3 separate regions of the Anser cygnoides genome follow, and regions 1 and 3 are each linked to region 2. Evidence: chromatin contacts called from public Hi-C data. All regions are on one chromosome and are shown on one strand. The core of a region is the stretch at or near the end of the contact, and the rest is flanking DNA. Distances in the headings are between cores, read along the strand shown.

Evidence for each region. Hi-C and Micro-C count contacts between places; a contact is called where the count stands out from the background.
Region 1: a contact with region 2 is called in a Hi-C map of liver, with 3 times the contacts expected there. The contact joins the enhancer-like site here to the promoter of BCL6 in region 2. A contact is called at or near these places in 2 of 7 Hi-C or Micro-C datasets (both in liver).
Region 3: a Hi-C map of liver shows a contact between it and region 2, with 2.7 times the contacts expected there. The contact joins the promoter of LPP here to the promoter of BCL6 in region 2. A contact is called at or near these places in 2 of 7 Hi-C or Micro-C datasets (granulosa cells and liver).

Annotation. Positions count from the first base shown.
Region 1 is chr9:16,164,300-16,166,999 of Taihu_goose_T2T_genome, reverse strand. The region is part of intron 2 of LPP (LIM domain containing preferred translocation partner in lipoma); the gene reads left to right. Among named protein-coding and RNA genes, the nearest start is that of LPP, 27 kb to the left of the region's middle. Within about 2 kb of position 1,274, at least 2 of the 3 cell types and tissues checked have open chromatin away from gene starts, as enhancers often do. A contact at or near this core is called in liver, where this site is marked.
Region 2 is chr9:16,339,399-16,342,098 of Taihu_goose_T2T_genome, reverse strand. BCL6 (BCL6 transcription repressor) reads right to left here and starts at 1,306. Exons shown (of 10, transcript XM_067002297.1): 1 at 1,189-1,306. It also overlaps the pseudogene LOC136791464.
Region 3 is chr9:16,191,826-16,194,525 of Taihu_goose_T2T_genome, reverse strand. It overlaps LPP (LIM domain containing preferred translocation partner in lipoma), which reads left to right and starts at 1,406. Exons shown (of 13, transcript XM_067002299.1): 1 at 1,406-1,543.

The DNA.
Region 1 (2,700 bases), core at 25-2,524, 180 kb after region 2:
CTTCCCTGCGGGGAGCTCTCTGCTCGTCCAGGGTGTGTTCCTCTCTGCAGAGCTGTTTGTCCTCTGATGAAGCAGAATCACATGCACGCTTCTCGCAAGGCGCTGACTGGATGAGTCAGGTTCAGGGAGCTTTTCCCTGCCCCAGGTGAGCAGCTGGAGCGGAGCAGGAGCCTGAGGCCATGCGCAGTCCTGCTTGTGCCCTGTGCCCTGCTTGCCAGGCGGCTCTGACTGCTGGGTCTCACCTTTTCTGGCGCTGAGTTAGCGTTGCTATACGCACAGCCCCATTTCACCTATTTGCCTTCAAATAGTACTCAAAAAAACAGCTTTGGGAGGTCTCCTGCCGGTGAGTCGAGGGACGAGAGGGAGCTTTGCAGCAGCAATTGTGGATGCGGGGCGATGGCTCCGGGAGCTGCCTTATTGCATCTCCCCTGGCATCCCCGGGAGGGGATGGAAATGCCCGGTGTCTCGCAGCGAGCCGGGAGCTGCCCAAGCATGGGCCAGGACCGTGCCGGCGCCGCGTGGCCCCGAGTTCAGGCTGCGCGTGGGTCGGCCACGGTGATGTGCGCGGTGCCTGGAATTCAGGCTGGAGAGGGGCAAGTCATCCCCATGCCAAAGGCAGGGAGAGAAGGGTGATTTTTTTTGACATCCTTTGGAGTTTTGATCTCCATATTTGGAAATGTTTACCCATTGCTCTGATCTATTGCAAGGGAGGGGAGGTGACTCAGGGTCTGGTGGAAGCAGGATTTGAATTCCTGTAGTAAGGTTTTTTTTGTTTTTTTTTTTGTCCTTCTTGTTTTGGAAGCTTCTTGTGGTCAGTTTTCAGTTCTCTTTTGCTCCTGGACCTTGTTCCAAATTTGATCTGCTCGAAAGGGAAGCGTATTAGCGAAGGAGCTTGCCTGGATGCTGGTAAGTGCATCATTGCTGCTTTAGCAAGCAACTTGGGATTTTCTGTTTTGTTTAGTCAGATGGATTGCATCAAAGTGTGTGCGTGGCTGCTGGTAGGGGCAGGCATGTGGATCGCCAGTCGACAGAAAAGGACCCAATGAAACTTTCTCGAGCTCAGAAATTTAGCTTAATAGATTGGTCTCCAAGGCAAAATGTTTCTTCAGGCCTAGGTACAAAGATAATTTAAGCCAGCTCCCATTCAGTCAGGCTCTTCCTTGTAGTTTCTGGCTGATGCACCAAGGCAGCAAAGCACTGCAGGGTTAAATGGGTACGGTTATATGCATGTGGTCAGCAAGTAAAGTATAGCTTAAGAAAGATTTCTGTCTCCTAAGCAAGTGTGTGTGTTAAAAAGGCTGTGTAACACATGGATATATTTATCTCCGACGTTAATATTTAACTGTTTTGTTAGGGAACTGCAGAAGTTTAACAGCTTTAACTGTATGAAGGTTCAGTGTGTGGTTTTTCCTGTTATTCTTTATTTTTCCTTAGTGTGATGGTTTTTTATCTGTCTGATACTGCAGCTGTCTGCCTCTCTTTCTCTCCCCTTTTCCTTTCTCCTTCCTGAAAGGAAACTGCAGTTCATCGAGAAAGTCAGGGGAGCGGGGGGGAACCTGGAACATGTTTTGCTTCCTGTTTTATTCATGGCAACTAAAGCCATGCCCAGGAATCTGGAGTGGAGATCCACTATCCCGCATTCCTCTTGTCATTTGGAGCATGTAACACGTATAGAGTGCTTTTAGTGCTGGCTCTGGGGGTTGCGTAGCAGCGAGTCCTGCGCCTCAGATAGAAAGCGCTGCACTTTGTCCTTTTACTTGGGAAGGGATGTTGGTGAAAAACGGTGTACAGCTCGTACCACTGGTTAGTGATGCGTGCATCTGCTTTGCTAAATGGTATTTTTAGGCTGATTCAAACTTGTTATTGTACTCTCCTTGTTTTAAACTTAGGATGTAACTTTCTAGCAGAGGTCTTGCTTGGTTTTCTTTTGCCCTTTTAAATGGGGATTAATATTCAACGTGAGGTTTGGTTTTCTTAGAGATACGGATTTGCATCAGGCCTTTTAGGTGCAAAACTGACGTGGTTATTCGGGGGAAGACAAAAATGCGTGACATAGTTTGCACAAGGATAGGATGTGAGCAGAAAAGCGTTGTACCCCAGCAGGCAGCGAAGGGACTGCAGCGGTGTGTTCCTGCAGGCAGGTCGGGTTTCGAGTTTGCAGATTTCAGTTGCATTTTAATCCACGTTGTTTCAACAAGCTGCTTGGATGAAGTGCAGCTTCGGGGCTCAGGGCCCTGCTGTGCTGGGAAAGAACCGCTGTCCTGAGGAGTTCACAGCCTGAGCAGACAGCGTAGGTGACGGCTTGGAAAACGGGGCACGGGGAGGCGCATGGAGCTGCTGCAGCATGCGAAGCCTCAGCACGGGGACTTGCTCGAGGAGCCACCTCCCTTTGCCGTGTGCGGTGGTGCAGAGCCGTGGAGGGCGGTGAGTCCGGGTCTGTGTTGCTCCTCGTGCTCTGCGCTTTGCCTCTGCGTGTGCACGCGCGGCCCCGGGCCACGCCGCCTCCTGCACCGTGCCTCGAGCAGCCCCTGCTTCAACGGTGCTTAGATGTGGCGCCTCCAGGCTTCGCCAGCCGCTTGTAGCCCAGCTTGGTCTTTGGGGACAGGGCTGGAAATGACGATGTTCTGTTCCCCTCGCAGTCTCCTCCCTTCCATGCTTGCTGGAAGACCAGGACCAGCGGTGCCGAGGCCCAGCTGGGTC
Region 2 (2,700 bases), core at 57-2,556:
GGAGGGAGGGAGGCCGAGCCTCCCCGCCGCCTCTCCCGTCCCCCCCCCCCCGCCGCTTGCTTTTCCCCGGGCCGACAAAAACGCCGCAAAGTCCGCTCCGTCCCCGCCCGGCTCCTCGCCCCCCCCGGGGGGCTTTGACAGATCCCGGCGCGGCCCCGCCACAGGTTGCCAAAAGAAAAAAAAAAAAAGCCGGTAGGGAGCCGAAAGGGGAGTGGGGGGGGGACGCGGGGAAAAAGCCCCCCGCTCGTACTGCGGTAAAAAAAAAATCCTCCGAGAAGGGGGAAGGAAAAAAAAAAAATCACCCCGAGAGAGGGCCGAGCCGCCCGGTGCCGCGACACGGCGCACACGCGGGGACCGGGAGCGAGACAGCCACTAGAAGCAAAAGAACAAGAATAAAAAATAATAACAAATAAGATACATAAAATATAAGACACGCTGCCCGAGCTCCGGCCATCGAGAACCGACGCCGAAAGGAAATAAAATAAAATATAAAATAAAAACCCCGGAGCTCCCCGGCGGCCGCGCTCGCCGCCGTCCTGCGGCCGCCTGCAGGTGCAGGGGCACCGCGGGGCCCCCCCGGGGGACACGGGGATGGGGAGAGCAGCGCTCGGGGGGACAAAACCCCCCCGAGACCCCATGGGGACCACCGCGGGGGGACCTCCCCCCTCCGGGAGCCGGCCCCGTTAGGGCAGCCCGGGGCTGGGATTTTTTTTATTATTATTTTTTTCCCCCCCCTTTCCTTTTTTTTTTTTTTTTTTGATTTTTTTTTTTTTTTTTACTATTAAGGGTGCAAGGAGAGGGTTGGGGGTGTCCCCGCGTTAATTTAATAGGGAGCACGTTAATTTAGTATGGAGAGGGAATTATTATAATAATAAAAAAAAAAATAGGGGAAAAAAAAATTAAGGGGAGAATGGGATGGGGGGGGAATAGGGGATGGTAAAATAATTTTTTTTTTTTTTTTCGGTGGATTAAAAGTGCCGTCGGGGCACCTGCCGAGGGAAAAAGGAGGGGGGGGGAAAAAAACGGGTAAGAAATATATAGGGGCGGCTGGGCGCCAGAGCGGGGCAGGGAGGGAAAGAGGAGGGAGAGAGAGAGAGAGAGGAGGGAAGAGAGAGGAGGAAAAAAAAAAAAAAAAGAGAGAGAGAATTAAAGGGTAAAATCGGCCGCGGCAATAGAAGCAGCAATCACCTGGTCTCCGGGCTTTCCTAGAAACTCCTTGCATCACCACTTCTAAGAACCCCAGTTCTAAGAATCAACAGAGCCCAATTCTCGGAATTTGAGCTGCCGGCCCTACCACTGCGAGCGGCGCGGGGAGGGACGGGGACCTCCCCTACCGCCTCCTCGCCGCCGCCGCCGCCCCGCCGGGACGCCTCCCCCCGCCCGAACGCCCCCGACGGTGTCCCCGTGCCCCCGGCCGGTGTCCCGGTGGGGACGCGGCGGCGGCGAGGGTCCCGCTGCCCCCCGCTCCCCGCCGTGTTCCCCCCCCTCGCGGTGGTCTCGCCCGGCCGCGGGGGTCACGTGGCGGCGGGCGGCGGCGTGACGTGGGGGCGCGGCGGGGTGGCGGCGGGAGCGCGCGCGCGCGCGCCCGCCCGACCGGGCGCGGGGGAGCGCGCGCGCCGCGCGGACGCAAAGGGGGGTCCCGGGTGCGAGAGCGGGGACGGGGCTGAGCGCACGTGGACACCCCCCCCCCCCACCTCGCCTCCCCCCAAAAATATAATGCAGGGGGAAGGAGGGCGTGTGAAAAAATATATGTTTTTTTTTTTATAATAATTCCTTTTTTTTTCTTTTTTTTTTACTTTTTTCGTTTTTTCCTTGTTTTTTTCCCCTTTTTTCTTGTTTTTCCCTTTTTCCCCTTGTTTTTCCCTTTTTTCCTTGTTTTTTCCTTTTTCCCCCCTTTTTTCCTTTTCCTACCATTTTCTCCTTTTTCTCCTTTTTTCCCTTTTCTCCCTTTTTTCTCTTTTCCACCCTCTTTTCCCTTTTTCCCCTTTCCCCCTTTTTTCCATTTTCCCCCTTTTCCCCCCCTTTTTTCCTCCATTTCCCCCCTTTTTTCCTCCTTTTCCCCTTTTTTTCCCTTTCCCCTTTTTTCCCTTTTTTTCTCCTTTTCCCTTTTATCCCTTTTTTTTTTGGGGGGGGGCACCGCTTTCTCATTCCAACAATCAACCCTCCCCCCCTTTTAAAAAAAAAGAAAAAGCCAGGATCCTGCTGTGCTGCACTGGAATTTTGCATTTTTCATTATTTTTCCTTCCGTTGCCTCTTTTTTTTTTTTTTTTTGCTAATTTTTGACAAACACATCGACGCTCGGCTCACAGCCTCAGATGGGATTTACTCTTGGGGCCAGAAGCTTTTTCCTTAAAGCCCCCCTCACACCCCCATGCGCTTCTTTTTCCTTTTTTTTTTTTTTTTTTGCGTTTTTATTTTTTTGGCTTTGCTCCTTAACGCTGGGATTCTCGAGGAGGAGGAAAAAAAAAAAAAAAAAGAAAGGATGACGATGTAAATTTTTTTTTTTCCTTATTATTTTTTATTTTCAGACGCTTTCGCTCTTTTCCTTCCCAGGACGCCCGAGCGGTGGGTTAATTCTCTGTAGCTCTTGTGGTTCTTATTGCAGCCCAGCCTGTAAGTGTGCACATCCTCGCGTTCCTCCGCTGCTCCGCGAATCTCTGCTGGGGTGCAAAACGCCGTCGGCTCCTCCTGGCGAGCCCG
Region 3 (2,700 bases), core at 157-2,656, 150 kb after region 2:
GTTTGTCTTTCACAACAGGCCACGCTCGCAGTGTTATTGGCACTCTAGGTACACCTACAGCATGGGGCCCTAGTGACTCATGCGCTATTCTGCTTTGGTGTTGGATCTCAGCAGGGTTTAAACACGGGGTAGGCGGCTAGGACAAGGCTAAGGTATTTCTAGTCACAGTGCTTAGAAAACTTCTGTGATGGGACTGAAAGGCTCGCACGGATTTAGCTGCATGATGGCATCTGGCCTCGGCAGTCCTCCCCGTCCCTCTACAGGAATTTAGCACCCCTGGTGCAGGAGGCCAGCACAGGACACCAAATAAACCACAGACAGATCATTTGCAGCAAGGACTGAATGTGGGATACGACACAATTCCTGTGCTGTGGAGCCTGCTGGGGAAGGGGTGCCCCTAAGGGTGCAGCAGCAGCTTCTGGGGTCTCCGATCCGCCAGAGTGCGCGGGTCCATCCTTCCTTGTTTCAGACGCTTGAGCAGCCAGGGAAGGGCGGGGGAGGCTGGATCAGAACTCCATACTTCAGCTTCTCAAGTCTTTTAGGCACTTAACGTCCTTTTTTGGGTCCTTACGCGCAGACTTTCCCTCCTGGGGCTCTTAAGCGGCGACTGCGGACATTAAAGCTGGTAATGGGGCAAGATTGTAAACATCTTCTGAAAGTACACAGCAGAGCCCTTTATTGTCAAAGCGAAATACATTTAGAGCGCTTAAAAACTCATCCAGAAATCTCTTTCCAAATGAGTAAGGCTTGGCAGCTCTCCCCTCGGCCGCCTGAACGCAGCGTAACCCTTCTGCCTTCCCCTGCTCTTCAGGGCAAACCCAGTCCCAGGCTACAAAACTGCAGAGACCCAACCTCGCTACGCCAGGGGTAACATTCCGTTATAAAAACGATCACACTCAAAATCTGAATTATTTTAATTGCAGTTCTTGTAAATAGCCACAAAACAATCACACCGAGAGATCAGAAAATGCAGTTTCCCTTCCCCCCTTCTCCTTAGCATGCTCGCCAGGTTTTGTTTTGCATCTCCGAGCAAGACAAGACCCTTTATTGCAACCCCCACCATCCTATCCCTCCCCCCAACCCTTTTTTAACGCGGCTGGGGAAGAAAGAGGGGAAAATTCGGGAGAAACACCCCAAAAAGCATAGCACAAAACTTCCTCGCGAAAAAAAGTTGAATACCACGAGCATGCCGCGGGGCTGGGCGAGGGGGGTGGGGGGTATAGCGAGGGCATTTTTGGGGCTCCCCACCCCGACTTTTAGGGCGATGCCGGCAGGGTCGGTGCCGGTAGCTGCCGCCGCCCCCCCCCCCCCCCCCCCCCCCCCCCGCCGTGCGGCCGCCCCGGCCCCAGCCCCGGCCCCAGCCCTTACATGGCCAAATGTGCCTGCGGGGAAAGGCAGGAATTTTGGGGCCTTGACGTCAGCCCCGGGCAGAGCTCAGCAGCCCGGCGGGGCGGGAGGCAGCGGCGGCCGCTTTCGCTTTTTGTTTCGGGGGCGTCCCTCGGAGCTCGGGGCTCCCAGCCCACCTCCTCCGCCCGGAGGGGAGGTAAGGGGGCGACGGGGGGGAGCGGGGGGGTGCTGGGGATGCCGGATGGGGGGAGATGGGGGGGGGGGCAGAGGGGCTGCGGAGGGGCCGGGGGAAGAGGAAGAGGAGGAGGAGGAGGAAGAGGAGGGCAGCCGCGCCGGGGCGGAGCGGGGCGGCCCCGGGCGCCCCCCCGGCCCCAGCCCCGCCCCGGGGCCCACCCCCGCCGCCTCCTCCCGCCGCCGCCGCCGCCGCCGCGCTCGCCTCCGCCGCCTCCTCCTCCTCCTCCTCCTCCCCCCCCGAGGTATCGTTGCGAATAATAACTTGCCCCCTTCCTCTTCTTCGCCCCCCCCGCCGAGGCAGCTGGGCAGCAGCTGGAGCCCCCGGCCGGAGCTGGGCGGGGGGGGGGGGGGGGGCAGCGGCTGGCTCCTCCCCGTCCCCCAGTTCCCCCCCTCCATACCCGGGGCGAGCTCGGTGGTGGGGCGGGAGCAGTTCCCGGGGTGGGCCGGGGAAGGGTGGGAAGAGCTCCCGGTGCCCCCCCAAAGCCCCTTCCCCGGGCCCTGCCGCCCGCAGGTGCACCTGGCCCCGGGGGGGGTGGGGGGGGAGCACGGGGGTGGCGCTGCCCTGGCGGGCACCTCGCCCGGCCCGACCCCCGGCCGGCTGTCGGTAGTAAATAATAAGTAGAGCAAAGCCCCAGCAGCTTTTTATACACCCGGGGAGGCCCACCCTTCCCAAACAGGTAAGTACGTAGAAATTTCCCACACCCTTACGTCACCCAGAGCTTTTTTCTTTCTTTTTTTTTTTTTTCTTCCCTCCCCCCCCATTTAATTTTTGCCCTCCCCTTTCAAGCAGACAAATCTTATTCCTGCCATTGTTCGGGAGCGATCTCCACGCCCTGGGGCTGTGCTTGGGAGAAGGCAGTGCTCCGGAGTAGGAGGTGTTGATGGAGAAAGCTCCCACTGTAATTGCTCTGGCTACTGTACCTCGAGGTGCAGCATGGCCCCACGGCTGGGTTGTGCTGCCTTCTTCTGATTTGTTTTCCTTTGATTTCTGCACCCACGTGAGGTGGCTTTTTGGCCCAGCTGTTTGGTTTTGGGGTTGGGTTCCTGTTTGGTATCTGTCTGTGACTTGAGTGACTTGGTCACACGAAGTATTAAGAGTTTGTGGAAACTGCCAGGCTG